Linked DNA regions of Mus musculus: region 2 is linked to region 1. The links are chromatin contacts, called in public Hi-C maps. All regions are on one chromosome and are shown on one strand. Each heading gives the region's core, a stretch centred on a gene start, on an enhancer-like site or on the middle of the called end of the contact. The rest is flanking DNA. Distances are from core to core; before and after follow the strand shown.

What was found. A called contact is a pair of places that touch in the nucleus more often than the background predicts.
Region 2: a contact with region 1 is called in a Hi-C map of cerebellum, with 1.9 times the contacts expected there. The contact joins two enhancer-like sites. A contact is called at or near these places in 1 of 484 Hi-C or Micro-C datasets (cerebellum), 1 of 115 datasets of contacts at active chromatin or transcription factors (memory CD8 T cells) and 1 of 9 other capture datasets (embryonic stem cells).

What each region holds. Positions count from the first base shown.
Region 1 is chr6:127,624,930-127,629,770 of GRCm38.p6, reverse strand. It overlaps Cracr2a (calcium release activated channel regulator 2A), which reads right to left. Exons shown (of 19, transcript NM_001368877.1): 7 at 3,846-3,936; 8 at 1-32. Among named protein-coding and RNA genes, the nearest start is that of Cracr2a, 66 kb to the right of the region's middle. Within about 2 kb of position 2,195, at least 14 of the 459 cell types and tissues checked have an H3K27ac peak or open chromatin away from gene starts, as enhancers often do. A contact at or near this core is called in cerebellum, where this site is marked.
Region 2 is chr6:128,018,480-128,023,320 of GRCm38.p6, reverse strand. The region is part of intron 1 of Tspan9 (tetraspanin 9); the gene reads left to right. Among named protein-coding and RNA genes, the nearest start is that of Tspan9, 14 kb to the left of the region's middle. Within about 2 kb of position 2,435, at least 38 of the 459 cell types and tissues checked have an H3K27ac peak or open chromatin away from gene starts, as enhancers often do. A contact at or near this core is called in cerebellum, where this site is marked.

The sequences.
Region 1 (4,841 bases), core at 946-3,445:
TCCCGGCTGCGAGCCTGGAATCTCTCTGTGTCCTGCCAAGTTGGAGAAGAAGACAGTGGGTTCTACACTCGGCACGCCTAGTGTCCAGCCTTGTAAGCATGCACTTGAACTCCCTCACCAGCTGGACCACCGATTCCTTTTTGCTTTGAGGCCCTTCCCCTGAAACCTCAGGATTCAGTGACCCACTTACTCCACCAGTGAGGATACACAAGACCAAATTAGTGCTCTGAGATGTGCTAGAGCACTTTCTGTGAATGTGACCACGTGCTGTGACAGTGTCCTCCTGTGCCTTCCCACCCCAAAAGGACAGCCACTGGTGGAGCTGTACAGGGAGAAGAGGAGCCTGAGTCTGACTCACTGACCAGCCTACCATCTGTAACTAAGACAGCCTCCAACTTGGAGATTCTGGTTCACAATGAACAAACACTGTCTCTGGTCCCTTAAACCACACCAGCTCTGGGCACAATGTACTACTTCTGCCTTCTGGAGGGTCAAAGTGCTCCCTGCTTGTCCATCACAACTCAGGGCTCCTGAGCAATGTTCCCCATGACATCTCTGCCCTGTTCTCAGCATGCTCTTCCCTTCACACCCTAGCCTGGGTTTTTCTACATTGATCTGCAAAGTCCCGAGGGTATAGATGTGACCATGGCTGGCTCTAGTGTCACAGATATAGTGCAGGGTTTCAGAGACCCACCATTCTCAGCAGAGCCGGGCAGAGTGAAAGACCTCTAGGCTTTGCATCAGGAAACTTGGGTTTGAGTCCCTGCACTGTGCATTTAAGTTGTTTCACTTCATTCTGGATTTCTATGGAATAGAAGCCAATAGCCTTTTGCTTCTGCTCTTTGCAGCACTCCACTGTGGCAAGGTAGGGATGAGCTATTGAATATACTGGAAAAACAACACATCAGGAGCTACTGGCAGCTCTGGAATGGCCAATGGTAGAGAGATGTGCATGAGAGGGGACCAGCTATGAGATGCTGTACCGGGCAACTATGAGGGTCTTGGTTACCATGTCTGGCAGAACAGTTGCTCCAAGCTCCAGCCTTGGGCCACCTTTACTCAAAGGCACACGCCTCTTCTAGTGATGCTACTGGCTCCTCTGGTCATGTCCAGATGATAGAGCAGAGGTGACACAGGAAGGCTTGTGCCCATCGACACTTGGACTCTGTGCAATGGCCCACATGGGGTCTACTCAGACAGTCTCTGCCCTCACCTTTGTTTGAAGGGAATCAGCTGCAAGAGACCTACTTAGTTCATTCAGCCACTGTGCATGGGGCAAGTCCCTCATGCATGAAAAAGGCTGGAACAGCAAGTGGTTTCTGAATCCCGTACAGGTGTCATGGAGTATGCTCTTAACCCTATCAGGACAACATTGAAGGGCATCCCCCAACCTGGAGTGGTGGGTTGCAAATGAGAGCATATTTTTCTCATGGTCAAATGTACTGATATAGGTACAGCCAGCATCCAAAGGGTGGTCAGAGGATCTGGCCTTTTCTATGATGTCACAGATGGTATCCTCCTTATCCAAACTCTGGGACCAATGAATTCTACATCTAAAGGCTTACTGGTGCTGCCAAAGTCATCCTTGGAGTCTTCATGTTCACAGCGGAAGCTCTAGTGTGAGCACTGAGCTCTCTGAGCTGGATATGTAGAACTGAGAAAGGAGAGGGCATGAGGAGACATAGACGCAGAGCCAAGCCATCTGAAATGATGCTAACTGGCCCTTAATTCCTTTTCACACAACCTCTGCTCACTCCCAGACCCCATGCCTGTACCCATCGTTTGTTGTTGGAAGCATACCTTAGTTACAGGCATGACCTGGGCGGAGGGGACAACATGCGCCCTGAGCTTGTCTCCTCTGCAGTCTGTCACAGGTTTGAGGGAGGTGACTTTTCTATAGTAGGTTGTAGAACTGCTGTTGCTGGAAGCTAATTTACACCCGCTGATGGGTGTGTGTGTGGCTTCCATTTGCCACATACACATCCAGTTTCCCTGAACACTGAGAGCGCCAGAATGGTTTAAGGCACTGAAGGACAATGGGGGTGGTCTGGAATAGTTGGCAAGCCTCCAGGGAGGGCTCCGGCCAGATATTTCTGGAAGGCATTCAGATTTCCCTGCAGCATGAATGGTGTCTGTGACGTTAAGTGGAGCAGCGATGCGGATAATCCAAAGCAGCCGAAAATTGAAATCTGGATCAAGGGGAAGAGCCTGAGACAATAGCCTGGGCTTAGCATCGAGAGGCAGCAGCCAAGACCAGCAACCTCCTGCTAAAAGCTCACAGAGTAGGGCAGACAGTAGAAGGGAGAACAGTTTCCCGAATCCTTTTTAAAAGTGGGATATACCAAAACACATCTTGCTCAGCTTGGGTTTGGTAAAGGAGAGGCTCCTCGCCAGTCCCCACCTCCTAAAACAACAACAAGGGCTGGAAAGACAAAGGCTCAGAGGTCTGGTTACTGGGGTTCACTATGAATGGGGGTGCACCAGAACAGGGATACATTGGGAACAGGGGCACAGTATAGGAACACACCCAGGGTATACTAGGAAAGGGTGCTCTGGGAATAGAAACATGCTGAGATCAGGGGTGTGTTGGGAACAGGGATGCACTAGGAACCAGGGTGCTCTAGAAGCAGGAGTATACCAGGGACATGGCTGCAACAGAGCAGAGGTACACTGGGAACAGGGATATACCAGCGACAGGCATACACTAGGTTCAGGGGTACACAAAGAATAGGGGCACACCAGGAACAGAGGATGCAAGCTTCACATCTTCTCTCATGGTGCTGAGGATGGTGGGCACTGGGTTCCCTTGGTGATTGTGTTTTCCAGTTTTTAAGAGGAAAGGGTAAGAAGCCTCATCTCTAATCACTGCCTCCTTTGGGGCTGCTATTTAGGGAATAAGATGGGCTGGTAGGTTTTGATGGAACTGCTAGGTAGGTACAGATGTCAGCTGAGTGATGTCAGCTGAGTGATGTCAGCTGAGTGACGGCCAATGTCTAGGTTGCTTTAGCTGCAGAGGTATGCTCTGTAACTCATCCATCACACATTTCCTTCCTTCCTTGCTTGCTTCTTTCCCTTTTTCTTCTTCCCATTTTCTTCTTCTTCTTCTTCTTCTTCTTCTTCTTCTTCTTCTTCTTCTTCTTCTTCTTCTTCTTCTTCTTCTTCTCCTTCTTCTTCTTCTTCTTCTTCTTCTTCTTCTTCTTCTTCTTCTTCTTCTTCTTCTTCTTCTTCTTCTTCTTTTCTCTCTCTCTCTCTCCCCCTCCCTCTCCTTTCTTCTCCTTCTCTCCAATCCATCCAACAAAATCCATACATTTATCTTTCTTCAGCTATCTATCCATCTATCCATCCATCCATCCATCCATCCATCCATTCCATCTATCCACCCATCCATCCAGTCATCTATCCATCCATTCCATCCATCAGTCCCATCCATCCATTTACCCTCTCTCCTTCCTGGCTCCCTCCCTCCTTTTCTCCCCTTTTTCCTCCATTCCCTCCTGTCAGTCCATCCATGCACACCTCCATGCATTCACATGCTCACTCACACATTGATTGAGCAAACACCCACGGGGCATCTCCTATAGCCCAGACATGCTCAGGTAACCGAGGCAGAATTAGTAAGCAAATAAACTTACATGCTAGGAGGAAGAAACAGACAATATGGAATAAAAGTAAATATGTATTCTACATACTTTGCTTGGAGGTGGTAAATGCCTGAACATTAAAGCAGAAAAAGAAAAGGTCACAAGAAGGAGCTAGGATCCTTCTTACTAGGGAAAGGTACTCAGAGTAGGCAGGTCTACCAGTTAGCCGTCCCCTAGCACGCGGCATAGGAGTGAAACACTCACTTTCAGGAGGAACTGCTCCCTCTCACTTTTGATCTGCTGCTCCATCTCCTCATAGAGATGCTGGATTTCTTCATCGTAAGCAGCAATTTTCCTGGAGGGACAAATGAAGAAGCTGACAGGGTTTCCCCAAGATCCACTTATCCCACAGCCATAGTTCCTGGAGCTGAGACCCTGGGGCCATGAACAGTTGAGGGACTGTGTAAGTCAGGCCAGCCAAGGCTCAGTCCTTCAAGGCTGACTAACCAGGCAAGGCTGCTGTTCACAGAGGCCAGCTACATAGACTGTGGTTGCTAAAAGGCATCGTGAGCCTGCTGTCTTCCAGATCAGTGCCAGACCACCAGGGCACTTCCCAATACAGATACACCCCACATTTCTTCCTTGACTCTGCTTTACTCTGAGCCCTGGTCTCCTGCACTTTCAATCCCTACGCTGATACCTCTGCAGGTAGACAGTCTGAAACTGCACCCGGTAGGGATCCTTCCTGCTCAGCACCTCAGTGAATCCCATTCCAGTTTGGGGGCCTTCTCTACTTTTCTACACCAAGCCTGACACTGTACCACCAGAGGGCGCTAGTGCAATTGTGAGCTTAAGTCCACACTGTTCCCAAAGATTTCCTGAGGATGAAGGTCTATGCAAAGGAAGGGGTCTCATGCCATCCCGGGCACAGGGCCAGAGATGCACAGCAGGAGGCTGGTGGTGCTGGTTAATGGCTGGGGATGACACTGAGGTGACCTATTCCTGCTCCATCTCTCAGCAACCTCTCCGCAGCATGAGAGCCCATAGGGCATGAAGTGAGTAGGGGGATAAGCACATGCCACTATACCTGGATGTTTCTCCTCCCTCCCTCCGTTCCTCTCCCTCTTCCTCTCTCCCTCTCCCTCTCTCTCTCCTTTTCCCTCTTCCTCTCCCTCTCTTTCTTATGTGGTTTCTGAGAATGGAACTACTCAGGTCCTGGTGTTTTTAAGGCAAGCTCTTCCCCAACAGAGCTACCTTCCA
Region 2 (4,841 bases), core at 1,186-3,685, 390 kb before region 1:
AGATCTCCAGAGTCAGAACCTCTGTTCCCTTCCTTCTTTGTGAGGCAGCAGGGTGTGGCTGGCCTGAGTCTTGTCTAAGTTCCCACATGCTGCCCCGCACACATAGGGGGTCCTCATCACTGCATGTATTACTGCACAACCCATGTGACTCCTTGCTTGCTCCAGCTTCCAGGAGGCTCGGTAGTTTCTGTGTTTTTAGTCAGGATCATCTTGCTCATTTTCACATCTTGATGGCCCTTTGTATCTGGATCTCTAGAAATCATTTTTGGAAGTGAGAGCAAAGCTACCAGAGCTGCAGTTCGTGACCAGTGTCCATGAGTTGAGATCCTTTGGGGGGTCGAATGACACTTTCACAGGGGACACATATCAAATATCCTGCATATCAAATATTTATATTACAATTCATAGCAGTAGCAAAATATAGTTATGAAGTAGCAACAAACTAATCTTATGGTTGGGGCTCACCACAACATGAGGAGGGGTGTTAATGGGCTCAGCGTTAGCAAAGTTGAGAACTGCTGTACCAAAGGCTGGTGGTAGGACAGCCGGGAAGCCTGAAGTGTGAGTAAAGCCACTGGGGAACAGGGGTGGCTTGGGGTGGGGACATATGGTCCGAGCCTGGCAGACTTGTGGGGTTCAGCCCTGTGGAGGCAAGGGGAGGCAGCCTTCCGGGCTCAGTGGGAAGGGAAGTCTGAAGTCAGCAGGGTGAGACCAGATGCCCTGAGTGTCACTTCTGTCTTGCTGCTGTCACAGATACATGAATAAGGGGCCACTCAGAGGTGAAAGCAGGAGAGAAGGGCATGTGGCCTGCACAGTCGCTGCACTCTTGCTTGTCGTGGAGGTCAGAGGTCATGTCTGAGTACCAGCTGCTGCCCCTGCCCTCTGACAAGCACAGGCTTTGTGTAGGAGGTCTGCTCAGCAGATGCTAAAGGGCAGGGAGGGAAGGCCTCCAGGGTCTGGAGGACCAATCAGTGGAAAATAGGAGGAGGCACTCGGGTGAGGGGACTGTGGGTGGGCAGGAACAGTGGGATTTGTGGCACCATGGGATAGGTAGAAAAATCAGGCCAGTGAGGAAGCCAGAGGAGGGTGAAAGCGGAGGTCGGGACGTTCTGTGTGTACAAGGATGCTCAGAGTCAGGGGTTGGCTGGTTGGAGAAGACCCTTTCAGATAAAGATGACACTTGGGGTTGGCTCTGTTGCTGGGGTGTGAAGGGGACAGGACAGCATGGTGACTGTCTGGGTGCTGGACAGGCAGGCCTGTTGTCAGAGGGCTTCTCGGGGGGTGCGCAGTGGTGGGCCTCGAGGCTCTAGTGCCTTTGGCTTGCCATAGGAGGCCAGGTGCATCCCGGAGCCCAGCTCTGCCCACTTTTTCTCCAGGGAAGCAGTTCGTGCTTGTGGCAGAAGCCCATCGGACCCAAATCAGAGTGACAGCTTGTCAAGCTGATGAGCCCGAGCTCCACAGCAGCTCTGTGATGTCCAAGCCATTTAGGACACCCTGCCTGACTGGTCCCTGCTGCCTGGAGGGAGGCCTGTGTATAGCTAGGAGGGTGGGGGAGGAAGGTAGATAGATGCCTTAGGAGAGGAGCATAGCACACAAGGTGTTCCGTTTGTTACCATTTATGGCAGGCATGAGAGACACTCACCCTCCTCTCCCCTCCCTTCTCCTCTCCCTCCCTCCCTTTCCTCCTCAGCCTACCCCCTCCGGCCCCCTGAGCCCCCCTTCCTCTCCCGGTCTCAGCCTCCTGCCGAGAGGAGGGGGGGGGGTCTATGTGAAAAGTGCATGTTTCCCAGAAGGTTGTGGAGGGTCTGAATCAGAGCTGTGGGAGGAATATTGACAAGATTCTCAGCCTTGCTGATTCCTTTTCTCCTCTCCTAAATGGCAACAGCGCTCAACCTGTTGGGGTGGGTGGGGCAGGGTGGGACTGGGCACCCGGCCAGCAGCCTGGGAGGTTTTGGTCCCCAGCCACTAACCAGTTGTTCCCTCCCCTCTGCTAGAAGAGAAGGGACTGTCTACAACATGCAGCCAGGTAACTTGTGGGGAGGAGCCAGGGATTGAGCCAGACACCTGTTTTCTTGTCCTCAGTATGTTGCCAGCTAGCGGTCTGACCCAAGGTGAGCCGCTATCTGGGCCTCAGTTTCCTGGAGTGGAAAGGACTAGATTTGGCCACTCAAGGGTAGGGTCCTTGCCTCAGGCTCTCATGTTCTGGACTTTTTATGCCCTTGGTTCTTATTTCACAGCAGCCTCAGCTGGGTCATGGACCGGGGTAGTAGTAGGTCCTTCATCCCTCACATGTGGTAGAGCTGGAGCCCAGGGCAAGGGGACAGGCTGCTAGGCAGGTCCGTGACATGACGTGTGCACAGGATAACCCACTGCCTGAGTGCTGAGAAGCTGACCCAGATTCTTGCTATGCCAGGAGCTCACAGTGCAGGAGAACAGCTGCTCTGGTGCTGGCCTGGGTCAGAGACAGGAGCTCCTAGGCTCCAGCTAGACGCATCCCCCAGGGCTTAGCAGAGAAAGAGAGAGAGAGAGAGAGAGAGAGAGAGAGAGAGAGAGAGAGAGAGAGAGAGTCCCTCTACCCCAGTTTCCCACACCAGAGTGGGAAGGAAAGGAAATTTGTCTGTAAGAAATGGGGACTCCACCTCACCACCGTGAGTGGGTTTTGCCCTGCCCCCATGCCTGGGAGGGCTGTCACACCAATGGAGCAGCTAATGAGGGGGCGGGCTGCTTTATTAAGCACCCTTACTAGGAGAGCCGCTCTTGTTTGACACGGGAACTGTGGCGGCTCCCTTCCTATTGTTAGAAGCCGTAATTGCAATTGTTCTAATTCCTCCCTCTAGCCGTCATCATTAGGAAGGGTTTTCTCTTCCTTCCCACTTTTCTCAAATCCCTAAATTATAAGTGTCTGCTTTTCGTCCCTTGCACTGCCTGGCCTTCACCGGCCCTGCCTGCCCAATGGCTTCCTAGCCTAGCCTTCTCTTCCCTCCTCTTCTATAATGAAAGGGCTTGTGCTCTCTCTCTCAGCTGCTACTCAGTTTCCCCAACAAACAAAACCCCCAGCAAACACATGGCTCAAAGCCAGGCCTGTTCCATATGTGTGTGGCACAGCATGCAGATGGAGGTCAGAAGACAGCTTGCAAGAGTTTCCCCTCCCCGCCTCCCCAGTGTGGATTCTAGGGATTGGACTCAGGTCATCAGCCTTGGTAGCAAGTGACTTCACCCGCTGACCCTTCTTGCAGGTTTGCAAAGGTTGCTTCTTGTCTGTCTTAATCTCTCGGTGGAAGGAGAGATCCCGTCACAACAGCTCATCACCATTCCGGCCTCTCTTGACTTTTTCATAAGGAACATGGCGTGTGCCTTAAGCAGAGGTGGGATCACAGGGTTCCCCTCCATCTTCGCCTTTGCTTCCCAGGGAGGATCTGTGACTTCAGTCTCTTGTGTGTAAGATGAAACCCAAACCTTAGTCCTTGCCTGCCCAACCTGGGAGAACTGTGGGAAGTTATATTGGAGTGATGTTCCTGAAGGTTCTTTGAACTCCACAAAGGACTTTGCTAATTAACTAAGGATTGTGATTTTGTGGTCTGGCCTCCCATGTCATGTCTGGCCTCACTTCTGAGGTGGGCACAGAGCTGACAGAGTTTGTTCCATGGGGCATTTCTCTACACAGCTATCAGTGAAAGCCTGTGATCGGCCGAGTTATGAGTGTGACCCCTGTTGTTACTGTGTTCAGAGCTTGGCTGCTTGTCACTCAAAGGCCGGCCTTTGAGGCTGATTGATAAGGAGGCCTTCCAGTTTGTTTCAGGTGCTGTGATAAGAGTCTGACCAGAATCATCTTGGGAATTTATTTGGCTTACGGTTCCAGGTCTCTGTCCATTGTCGAGGGAAGTCAGGTCAGGAATGAAACAGAGACCGTGTTACTTACTGGCTTATGATCGGCCAGCTTTCTTACACAGCCCCGCCCACCTCTCTAGGGATGGCGCCGCCCACAGTGGGCTGGACCCTTCCACATCAATCATCAATTAAGACAACCTCTCACAGACATGGTCAAAGGCCAGTCTGTTCTGGGCAATCCCTCCCTTGAGGCTCCCTTTTCCCAGGTGACTCTAGATTGTGTCAGGCTGGCAATAAAAAAAACAATCAGCATAAAAGGAATCTGGTTTATTTAAGGACTGACATCTTGGGAGATGGTGGGGCTATGACCTCATTGGTCCATCTCTGAGGTCTCAGGGTACCGAGCACCAAGATAAACCAGCTGCATTCAGAGCAAGGTATCAACCATATAGGGTGTGTGTTCCTTTATTTTTATTTTGTTGGAACATCATAATTTACCTTGACCTCCTACAGCAGGTCTCATATTTTCTGAAAACAGATATATTACTTTTCTGCAAATTCGAGCCTCGCGGCCGTTTGCATGTTTTGTGTTGGTTGATAAACAGAACTGCAGACTAAGGGAAAGCATTACAAAGGCCACCAGATGTTCCAGGTTCCGTAAATCTAAAGAGAGATTGTGTAGCAGTTAGCAACTTAATCAGGTGAGAATTCACTTTAGAATTTCAGAAGCAAAGCAAAAGGGAGCCAAGTGAAAAGGGAGTTTGTCCTCCTGGTCACGCCCGTCAAAGGGTCAGCCACCATTAAAGTGTGTTTGTGGGAGCCATAGTGTTTGATACCTCTGGGAGTCTCTTCCTTGCCCATCACTTCCAGCTTCCCTAAGTACCGTCTTCTCTCTGAGGGGAGAGTGTGAGCCACAGAGGTGCAGAGCCTCCTTGCCTGGTTGATGTACACAGGCATGTTCCTCCTGGCTGAGGCTTTACTAGACAGCCATGGGGGAAGCCCTGTGTGTTTCC